Linked DNA regions of Gossypium hirsutum: regions 2 and 3 are each linked to region 1. The links are chromatin contacts, called in public Hi-C maps. All regions are on one chromosome and are shown on one strand. Each heading gives the region's core, a stretch centred on a gene start, on an enhancer-like site or on the middle of the called end of the contact. The rest is flanking DNA. Distances are from core to core; before and after follow the strand shown. Region 1 has its middle 18 kb from the start of LOC107948338. Region 2 holds the start of LOC107948346 (E3 ubiquitin-protein ligase SGR9, amyloplastic). Region 3 holds the start of LOC107948341 (protein MODIFIER OF SNC1 11).

What was found. Hi-C and Micro-C count contacts between places; a contact is called where the count stands out from the background.
Region 2: a contact with region 1 is called in a Hi-C map of leaf, with 3 times the contacts expected there. The contact joins the promoter of LOC107948346 here to the enhancer-like site in region 1. A contact is called at or near these places in 2 of 34 Hi-C or Micro-C datasets (both in leaf).
Region 3: a Hi-C map of leaf shows a contact between it and region 1, with 2.6 times the contacts expected there. The contact joins the promoter of LOC107948341 here to the enhancer-like site in region 1. A contact is called at or near these places in 14 of 34 Hi-C or Micro-C datasets (anther, callus, hypocotyl and 1 more).

The regions. Positions count from the first base shown.
Region 1 is chrA04:69,404,440-69,407,868 of Gossypium_hirsutum_v2.1, forward strand. No RefSeq gene overlaps it. Among protein-coding and RNA genes, the nearest start is that of LOC107948338, 18 kb to the left of the region's middle. Within about 2 kb of position 1,887, at least 9 of the 9 cell types and tissues checked have an H3K27ac peak or open chromatin away from gene starts, as enhancers often do. A contact at or near this core is called in hypocotyl and leaf, where this site is marked.
Region 2 is chrA04:69,731,849-69,735,277 of Gossypium_hirsutum_v2.1, forward strand. LOC107948346 (E3 ubiquitin-protein ligase SGR9, amyloplastic) reads right to left here and starts at 1,719. Exons shown (of 1, transcript XM_016882855.2): 1 at 251-1,719. The coding sequence starts at 1,448. The coding sequence ends at 612.
Region 3 is chrA04:69,695,199-69,698,627 of Gossypium_hirsutum_v2.1, forward strand. LOC107948341 (protein MODIFIER OF SNC1 11) reads left to right here and starts at 1,779. Exons shown (of 6, transcript XM_016882848.2): 1 at 1,779-2,323; 2 at 2,818-2,898; 3 at 2,987-3,115; 4 at 3,246-3,279; 5 at 3,393-3,429. The coding sequence starts at 1,992.

The DNA.
Region 1 (3,429 bases), core at 637-3,136:
TCAAATTCTAATTAGCCCATCATTAATTAGAATTTGATTAGAAGAGTATCTACACATATTTGACCCGTACTTTCTTTAATAATTAAAAGCCCAATAAAATTCTAGCCAAATTAGATCACTTTTAATTTGGGCTAAACTATCATGATAGTAAATAGTAACATGTAATTATCTTTATTATATATGTGATGTCTAAATTTTCCAACATCTTCCTCATTGCTAGGTTTGAAGCCCAAAACCCTAAAACTTCTTTTCTCTCTCTAGAAAACCTTGTTTTCTTTATCCTATTTTCTTCTTTCTTTTTTTTTTGGTTAGGTTTTTGTTGTATTGCTTCATACATGGCATGGGGGAGTCAAAAAATAGTGAGATTTGTTTAAAATATTTAAGGGTTAAAAAGTAAAAAAACAAAAAAAATCAATGAAGTAAGCAATGATCTATTCAGGGGCGAAGCTAGAACAAATTTTTAAGGGGGCCGAATGAAATTTTAATTTTTTATAGTCTATATTTTTATAATTTTTAAGGGATTAAATCAAATTTTTATAATTTTAGGGAGCTAAAGTATAATTTTTTCTTAATTTAAATTTTTTAAAAAAATTTTACCATTACCTGCCAGCCCCCTAAATCTGCCCTTGGATCTATTCTTGAGGTGGGTGTTGAATCCCCACAACAGGTAAAGGCAAAATAAAAGTGTAATAGCCATTGTGTTGAATAGCTGGTCTGGTGAACCAAAATATTAGGTACAAGTATAAATGACATTTATGACGACCTATTATCTAAAATATCAGTGATAGTCATTCACAATTGTTGGATTTGATCTAAAGAATTTGAGCCATCCAATGGTAATGTTATATAATTATAATAAAATATTTGATAACCAGATTCAGAATCTAACTCGAGAATCGATTCGATGGTCAGACCCAGAATACAAATAATCTCAAACACTCTATTTGGAGGGTCAATTCTATTTTTCGAACTAGAACGCTATTTCCCTTTCCATCTTGACCTTCGTTGATATTGTGTATTAACAGATAAAGACCGATATTATCTATCAAGCATCGAAAGTTATACGTAATTCTTCAATCTAAAAGTGATCATCTAACAACTTTGTACCCATTTTTGCTCGCATGATGTACTTGTCAAATGGCCTTCTCGATGGCATCCTTTAAGTACAAGTTGTCTTCCATTTTTATACTCAATTTGCCTTTTTTAAGGGGTCAATCTCATACTTGGTGGGAAAGGTCCTAAAATATCACTGCACCATACTTCGTCCAATATTTGCTTGTGCCAAGCATTGAGTGTAGTATAATTACTAAACGTGGCGTATACTCCCCTTTCATTTTCTTACCTTATGTTGGATTTTTCGTGATTAGTATCATTGAGCAAGGAGGCGTTGGTAACTCTATTGCCTCTCATGTTTTGTTTGCCATCAGGGTGGTGCATTATGTATGATGTGGAGGCATTCCTAGAGGGCCATTTATAGGCTCATTCGCTTCCGTATCCTTCATGTTGTAAGGGTCCTCTTGAAGCCTGGGTGGTGAAGTTCTCCCATAATTATCTTTGCCTAGGGACTTAGATTAGAGTTAAAATAAAGTCTTAGAATGTGAGCTAGGAGTGAGGATAGGCTATGGTTTGATGAAAAACACAAAACTACAAGGACTAAAATTGCAATTTATCTCAAAAATAGTTGAAGGGCTAATGTAGTAATTCCATTTCTTTTTTTTTCCTTTCCCGTCCGATGCTTTGTGGCCCCACCAATTTAATATACCTTTATATTTTTCTTTCCCATTTTCCACGCTTTTTTCTTTTAACTTTTTCCCTTATTTCTTCCTCTTCCGCGCCATTACCTTTATTTTATTTTCTTTTCTCTTTTCCTCTATTCCTCTTTTCTTATTCTCCTCTCTTTCTCAACCCTAGCCGCCGCAATCCTGCGCCGCCACCAATCGGAAAAGCCACCAAACGATCTGCCTTTCCTCTTTCTTTTAATCCACCGCGCCATATCTTTTCAGAACCCACTTGAAAGCCATTAAAACATCAAATCGACTTCGACTTTCTCTTGCCCCGATCTACCGCCTCCGCCGTCAGATCGACACGGGATATCAGGGGAAGCTTCCCTTTCCTAAGATATAACCTCTCAAATATGTTCTCTCTTCCTCTTTTTCTTTTCTGCTGATTTTTTCTGCTGTAATGGTTGTGAAATGATGATTGAGCAGTGTTGGTGAAGGAGGTGGCTATGGTTTAGAGAGGGGCGGAGAGTGATCTTGATGGTGGGCGGTTGGGGGCCTCGGTAGTTATGAGATGGTGTAGGTTCTGGGTAGTGAAATTGCGGTGGAGATGGGGAAGATGATGGGTACGGTGGGGGGGGGGGGTTGGGCGGCTTTGACTTTGACTCAGTGAGGATAAGTGATGGCAAAAATGTTGAGGTTTATGGTTAGTTAATTTATCGATGTGTATGTAGGATAATTTGACGTAGGCTTGCAGCTGGCCGAGCTGGCTGGCTCTAGTATAGCCAGGCAGTAAGTTATCACAGCTGCATAAATCAAACTGGGGCGCCTAACCAGCTTTTGACTGTGATAGTTTAAGCAGTCCAAGATAGATTGTCCCCGTACATATACTATACATGTCATTGTTTAATTATGCTTCTCTTAGGGCAAACGGTTAATTTCAATACTCATATCCCCTCTCTTTGTTGGAGTTTATGAAAGAGGTTAACGTCTGCTTCGGTCCTTTTTTTTAATCAATATGTTTTCTTGTTAAAAATTCTAGTTATTGCAATTTTTTTGTCCATGAAGCATTGCTGGCAGGAAATGGCGCAACTTCATCGAAACCAATCGACAGCTTGTTGAAGAGTAGGATAACAAGGACACCACTGTCCAATCTATTAAAACGAGCAACCGGATAACACGTTAATAGCATCGATGTCTATTAACAACATTGAACTTAAGATTCATAAATATGGTAAAGACTTGAAGTACAAGAATTGAGTACCAGTAAATATGATATAAGGATACAAAACATCCTAAGCTTACTTGAAGGATGCCTTCGGCGTCTAAACACCCCCGGTCGCCTTCACAGTTCTTCAATCCGGCGACTACATTGTGAACATGTTATGTAAGTACCCATCATTTTGGCAATTCAATGTTGAGACAAAGCAATAATTGAATTGTCTTTCCATTTCCGGGAACGCATTGGGGCGGTAATCTCGAACCGCCCAAGCCAGCAAATTGTAAGCTAAGAAGATCAAGCCATAGGCATATCTAGCCATCCAAGGAGCGGAGCTATTTTTGAACTGACCAAAACAGGAACCATCCTCGAACCTACATGCCTTTCATTTTGTTGCTTGTTGAACCACTTTCCATTTCCCTTTTGGACCCTCCAACAGTACCTTCCATTCTCCATCACATCACAGGTTTTGATATGTTCCAAGTAAGTAGA
Region 2 (3,429 bases), core at 469-2,968, 330 kb after region 1:
AATTTCCTATTTCTTGAGTTAATGAATAAAATATAATCTGACTTTTAATACAATGGCCTTTATAATATTTTTAGAACGATGAAATATTAAAATGAGTATGTAAATTAATAAGTTGAGAATAATTGGAAAGAGTATAAAATCCATTGTATATTTGCAATGTTAAAATAGAAAATTTTTTATTGAAGCTTTTTATAATTTATAAAATTTTAAATTAATAATAATAAAATTATATTTTTTTTATCTTTAAAAATAATAAAAATAAAATCTATTAAAATAATAAAATTATATTTTTTATATGATAACAATATATAATTTAATTCCGACAAAAATAAAATAAAATTCTAAGTTGGCGACCTGATATTCGGAGGTTAAAGCAAGGTTCAGAATGCTTTCTAACCGTACAATCAATGAACAACAAAAGTTGTTAATTGATAGATACAGAATTAAATCAGTAAGAGGGTATGATAGTATAAACCCAACCACATGCGTCCTTGTCATTAAAACAAGTGATCTTCATCACCCAATTCATCTCAGCCTTTCACTATGAAAAACCTCCCCATTCCCCATTACTCCAAAGTCCAAATATCCCCTATGTTACCACTCATATACAATCATGTCCATTCATCATCAACACTTTTGCCACTCGCCTTGACCAGGATTCCCCACAGCCGTTGGATCTCTCCGAATATATCATCACTGGGAAGCTGAAACCTGCAGCACGGGCAAGTGTTCCTCTTCTTCACCCATGGCAATATGCACATCCAATGGAACAAATGCTGGCAGGGGAACTTACACACGTCTCTCCCTTCTCTCATCTCCTCTTTGCATATCACGCACTCAATCCCACCCCCTCTCACCTCCACCGCCGGCAACGCCACCACCGCCGCCGGTGACGCCGCCACCTCCTTCCCTTCCTTCCCATCACAACCCATTATCCCCACAAGCCTTTTGCACCTCGTCACCATTTCGATGTACGGGATCAAAGCAGCACCGTCGAAGATGCCGGTGATGCCGGTGATCTTTAACGTGGTGTTAGAGCATATACTAGTTAACACTAGGCGCCATTCATCGTGAGGTCTCTCGAGCGCTTGGGGGTTATCATGGTATGCTTCACACAGGAACAGTAGGAGGAGCACGGCGTCAAGGTCGCGCTGGTTTATAGCTGTGGAAGGGTTTGGCAGCCGCAGTGGTGGAGGCTGGAAGTGACGCGTGAGGTGGTGGAGGGAAAAGAGGAGGTGGCGGGCAATGAGAAGGGTCTTTTGGGGGAGTGAGAGAGTGTGGAGGCGGTGGAGGGTAAGAAAGAAGAGACAAGGGGAGGAGAGGAGGTGGCAAAGACGGCGGCGGTGGTGGAAAGAGAGGGAGAAGATGGAGTAGCTGAGATCTGAAAGCTGAGAAGGACGGAGGGTGGAGATTGCCGCCATAATTGTCGTCTCTTCTTCCATCATCATATGGGATCGTGTGTTTTGGAAACTTTCTCTTTAGAAATGCGTGGGAGTTTTGATTACTGCGGCTTTTATGTCAAAGTTTTGGCCCATTACTTCCTTTTTTATAGGATAAATAATTTTATATTAAAAGAAGTTTTATTAAATCCAAAAAATTTATAATAATTTATTATTAATTATTATTATTTATATAATTTGTACTTCTAAATTAATCAGTGAATAATACACCCTTAAACGTAGTTACATCTTTTTAATTATTATAATAATGATATTAATTCATCTAAATTTATCACAAATAATTGAATATGTGTTGTCAGTCCATATAGGCATCAGAGTCAATTTCAACTCTATTCTTGCTCTAATTTCTAGATTTTAAGATTTCATATCCTCAAATTCATTTTATTACATTTATGAGAAATTTAATGATAGGAATGTTAAGGAGAAGAAAAAAAATGAAGGAGACTCAATAATTAATATACCAATTACAAAGAAAATTGGACAAAATGGGATCTATAGATGGAGATTTGATTGAACATTAATTGGTTTGGGTAAGCATGTGTGTGTTTGGTACCAAAGGGGATGCTTGAATAGCTAAGAATGTAGGGTTTTTTGTCCTAAAGTTAATGTCTTGTTAAAACATCATCGACATCCCCATTTCTTTTCATTATCTCTTACAACTTTGATGAGAAAAGAAAAAAAAGAAAATCTTGACCCATCCCATATCATTCAACTCCATCCTATTGTCTATTGCAAGCCAACGTCTTTTTTATATGAAAGTGGTCATAATTTTGGAATAAGAGGAAACAAACTGTATACTATATGAATCAACTTTATTAAATGTTGGTTTTTTTCAATTATAATTGAAAAACTCAAATTAATGGTTAAATTGGTTGGATCTTTGATTCTTGGTATTGAATCAATTAATATAATCATCTCAAAAAAAAAACTCATAAAAAGAAATATACTTTTTTAAAAAAATCTAAAATTAGCAAAAAAAAAATGTTTTTATTTTAGTCGGTTCTTATATGATTGAATCGCTAAATCTATTGATTTTCTGTTCAATCGGACTAAATTTTACGACCTTGATCTTAGCTTGCAAACAAAGAAATTAATCCAGTTCTTACGTGGGAAATGACTCCATTTTCTCATTCTTCAATGCCTCGGGGGAAAATGTCATAGAAATTCACTTAGATGAAAATTGGAGCAATGTTACCATTTGCTTACTAAAAACTCTTAAAATAGTCTTGAGATTCCCTGGAGGGACCAAAGGAAAGATGATACAATATAATACTAATTGTCAACAAAATTTTGTATAATATGATAGAATGCTTCAACTGCAAGTTGAGGGTTTTCCTCTAGCAAGATTGTGATAATTAAAGGACTGTGATTGTCTTAAAGTAGCAAAAGTTAAAATTTGCAAGTGTAAAGCAAATTTAAAAGATTTTAATTGGGGAGTGCCTCTTCACTTTAGCCGAGATTTAGTGTACCAAAATTCTGCTGGGAATTAAAAGAGAAATGAGCATAAAATAGGATCCAATGTCCTCAACATACTACTCATTGCCACACATAACCATCATCAAGGGATCATTCAAGCTTTATTAGTGGTTAAGTGATGGCATAAAAAATCACCTAGAGTTGCGTTAACGTAAGCAGGCATGTTTGAAAGTCTTACAGCGGTGGGTCTAAAACCCACACACTTGTATTTCCCATACGGTTTCAAAACCAACATACAGCAATATCCCATTTAGTTTATTACAAACCATGTACCATCTTTCTCCAGCTTTCAACTATGACCTTCCACTCCCAAAGTAACATCACTCGATAGGCTCCTGTGTCCACACTTGAGCGTTTCCAGAAATTATTTCTTGGCCTCTTCTCACCCATAAAGAAGGTGATATGGATGAAAACATTTTTAAGTGGAAGGCTTTAATTGGCGAGAAGTATTTATGATGTGGTGGAAAAGATTTATAAAATAATTTTTTTATTT
Region 3 (3,429 bases), core at 529-3,028, 290 kb after region 1:
TCATTATAAATTCTGATTATATCTGCTCTTTTTAACACAATGTATAAAATTACCCATAGCCCGTACCCAACCCCATAAATAGGAGTATATTGTACTTCAGGTCACTCGAACCCACATCCTCCTACATTAACAACAATGCCCATATCAATCAAGCTAAGACTCAATCAGCCTATTATATTTTATTTTATCCAATCTAGTCTTTGATAACAAGTAGAGAAAAAATATCAACAAATTGCAAAATTAAGGAGTACCAAATTATATTCATTTTTTGTTTTAGTTGTCTAATTAACCTTTTAAAACCATATCTTATTTTTTATTTAATATTTTAAGCATAAAATAATTTATATTATTTTTGGTATTTAATTATAGGCTTAATTCACTATTTGAACTCTAAAGTATACCTGTTTTCTTACTTTAGTACTTAAATTTTTTTTATCTCAATTTAGTACTAAAGTATTAATTTCCTCTACTTTTAGTCTATTTTGTAATGGCTGTTAAAAAATCTATTTAGCAATTTTGGCCAACGGGAAAGTACCATGTTGTATATTTTGACCAATAAAAAAAATACCACATGATAATTAGATTTATTTAAAATAAAAATATTAAATTTAAATTAAAAATATAAATTTATAATATTAAATATTTAAATATTAAAAAAGACTATTTATTTTGATAGATCTATGGTCGATGTTGACTGGGCGAGTGACACCATTAAAACACACTTGTTCTTTTTTATTTTTTAATGTTATATATATTATATTGATTATAAATCTAAAAAATATATATAATATATATAACTTTGTTAAAAGTTTAAAATAATTTTTTTATAAAATTTTAAAATATATAATTAAAAATTTTTAAAAATTTCAAAATAATATATAAAAATTAATTTAAATTTATAAAAAAATATATTTTAGAATTTTATAAAAAATATTTTAAACTTTTTTAAAAAATTATATATGTTATATATGTTTTTTTACATTTATAATCAATATAACATATAATATTTTAAAAGATTTAAAAAAAAAAGGACACATGATGTGTTCTAATAGCGTCATATGGCCAGTAAATGTTGGTCAATAGCCCATCAACAATCGATCAAAGTTAAAAATGTTTTTTAGCATTTAAATATTTAATATTATATTTTTAATTTTTCTTTTAAATTAATTGTTTTTATTTTAAATAAATTTAATTGTCACATAGCACTTTCCTATTGGCCAAGGTTGTTTAATGGATTTTTTAACTGTCATTACAATTGGACCAAAAAATAGAGCAAACTAATACTTTAGATACTAAATTGGGACAAAAAAATTAAATATTAAAATAAAAAATAGATATACTTTAGGGGTCAAATCGTGAATTAAGCCTTAATTATGTTGTTATATATTTAAATTTCATAAGATATATATAATAATAGATTTTAAAATTGAAAAACTAATCAACTTAGACTCTAAATTTTAAATATTAGAGTTTAAGCACAACTCATATTTTAAGCAAATATAAATTTTACATAAACTTTTTTTATTACAATATTAAAGTTAACGATGAAATAACATAATTTGAACTTATACCAAATAAATATTTAACAAAAATTTTAAATATGCTTTCTATTCAAATAAAACACTTGCACTCATTTATTTTATACTTAATATTTATATGCATGTATCAAAAATATTCAAACCCTACTAAATATTCAAGATATCATTTTATTATTTAAAATGATATTATCAATTAGGTTATTATATTTATATATTTAAAAACAATATTTGTACTAAATTTAAAATTGATCCAACTAATCAACCAAAAAAAAAAAAATCTCAATCTGTACAAACCGGATTTAGCAAGGCCGGCAGCTCTCATAAGGGAAAATATCGCAACGCTTTCCCATTTATCGCAAAGAAAAAGATACGGCGAGCCTCTTCCTCGCCCCTTCTATATTCTTTCACGTAACCCTACTTACCTACCAACCAGCCAACCAACCAACTAATCCGATGGCAGCCACCACCCAGAAACCCGTCGCCGTCGCAACCTCCACCCCCACCCCCACGACTCCTGCATCCGTCACTCTCGCCGCCATTTCATCTGCAGAACCAAACCCTAAGAAGATCGTGTCATCCTCCTCGGATAAGTCTGATCCTCCTAATGCTGAAGGATCTCTGAAGGAGAATGGGGGTTCGAAGACCACCGGGACTACTGTGGGCTCGGTCGTCGGGGATGAAAGCGGTCCCGTTAACGATATCCAGAAGAAGATTCGCCGAGCTGAGCGGTTCGGCGTACCTGTACAGTTGTCCGAGCAAGAGAAGCGTAATTCTAGGGCCGAGAGGTGAATTCTTCAATTTTCCCCCTTTTTTTTGTTTTAGGTATTATTTATGTTTTTCCTTTTGGTTTGTACCTAGTTGACGAACATCTCTGAAGGGAAAATTTTCTTTTTCGATTTATTTCTAAAAAAGAACTATTCTGATGTTATTGTTTAAACGCGATTGTCGATTCATTGTGCGCTGAGAAGTATAGATTAACACTCTTGAGTTTGTTTATTGTTTTGATTGTTTGGAATCTCTTAGCAGTGCATAATTTTCTAATTTATTCTCTTTCTTTGATCAATCTATCCGTTTGTTCTCTAGAAATTAGTCTAACCCCTTTGTAATCTTACCTAGTTGCCTTGATAAGCATGCCTGTGTTTTTGGCTCATTATAATGTTCTGTTGGGTTTTCATTTAATTTTTTATGGTAAAGGTTTAGTAACAGTAGTTGTGGATGTTGAACCCCATTCCTTGAGTTTTCTTTGTGTTTGTTGATTTGTGAACCAAACATGTCTCAGGTTTGGCACTGCACCCAGGCCAAATGGATCAGAAGCATCGAAGCAATCAGAGGAGGTGAAGAGGAAGGCTAGAGCTGAGAGGTTTTTTGTCCATACCACCTTTACCCAATGATGATATTACTCGGAGTTGCATTTAATCTATTTATTAATTCTTTTTGTGGGTTCTCAGGTTTGGGCTTGCTGTACCCTCTACAACTGTTGATGAGGAAGAGAAAAGGAAAGCTCGTCTTGCCCAATTTGCACCATATTCCAAACCTGACACCATTGAAGGAGAAAAAAGAAAAGCAAGGGCAATCAGGTACATTCCAATGCTAAAGAACTGCTTCTTACATTGTTAGAGATCTATAAATGCCTATAGAAATCACTATTGACAAAGGTTTATGCATGTTGAGGTTGGAATTTGATTTTTTTTCCTCTGGTCTTTCCAGGTTTTCTGATCCCCTGTCAACTTCTTTAGCACAGGTAAATCACAAGGGGAATATTGAACCAGTAAGGGTTTAGTTTAGATGTTTCTCTGGCAAAGTTGTTGGATCATAGAAAATCCAGTGTTTTAAGGTGTATACATTTTTTTACAGGAGGCTCCTGTTGCTGGAAAGGCTGTTGGAGGACTCT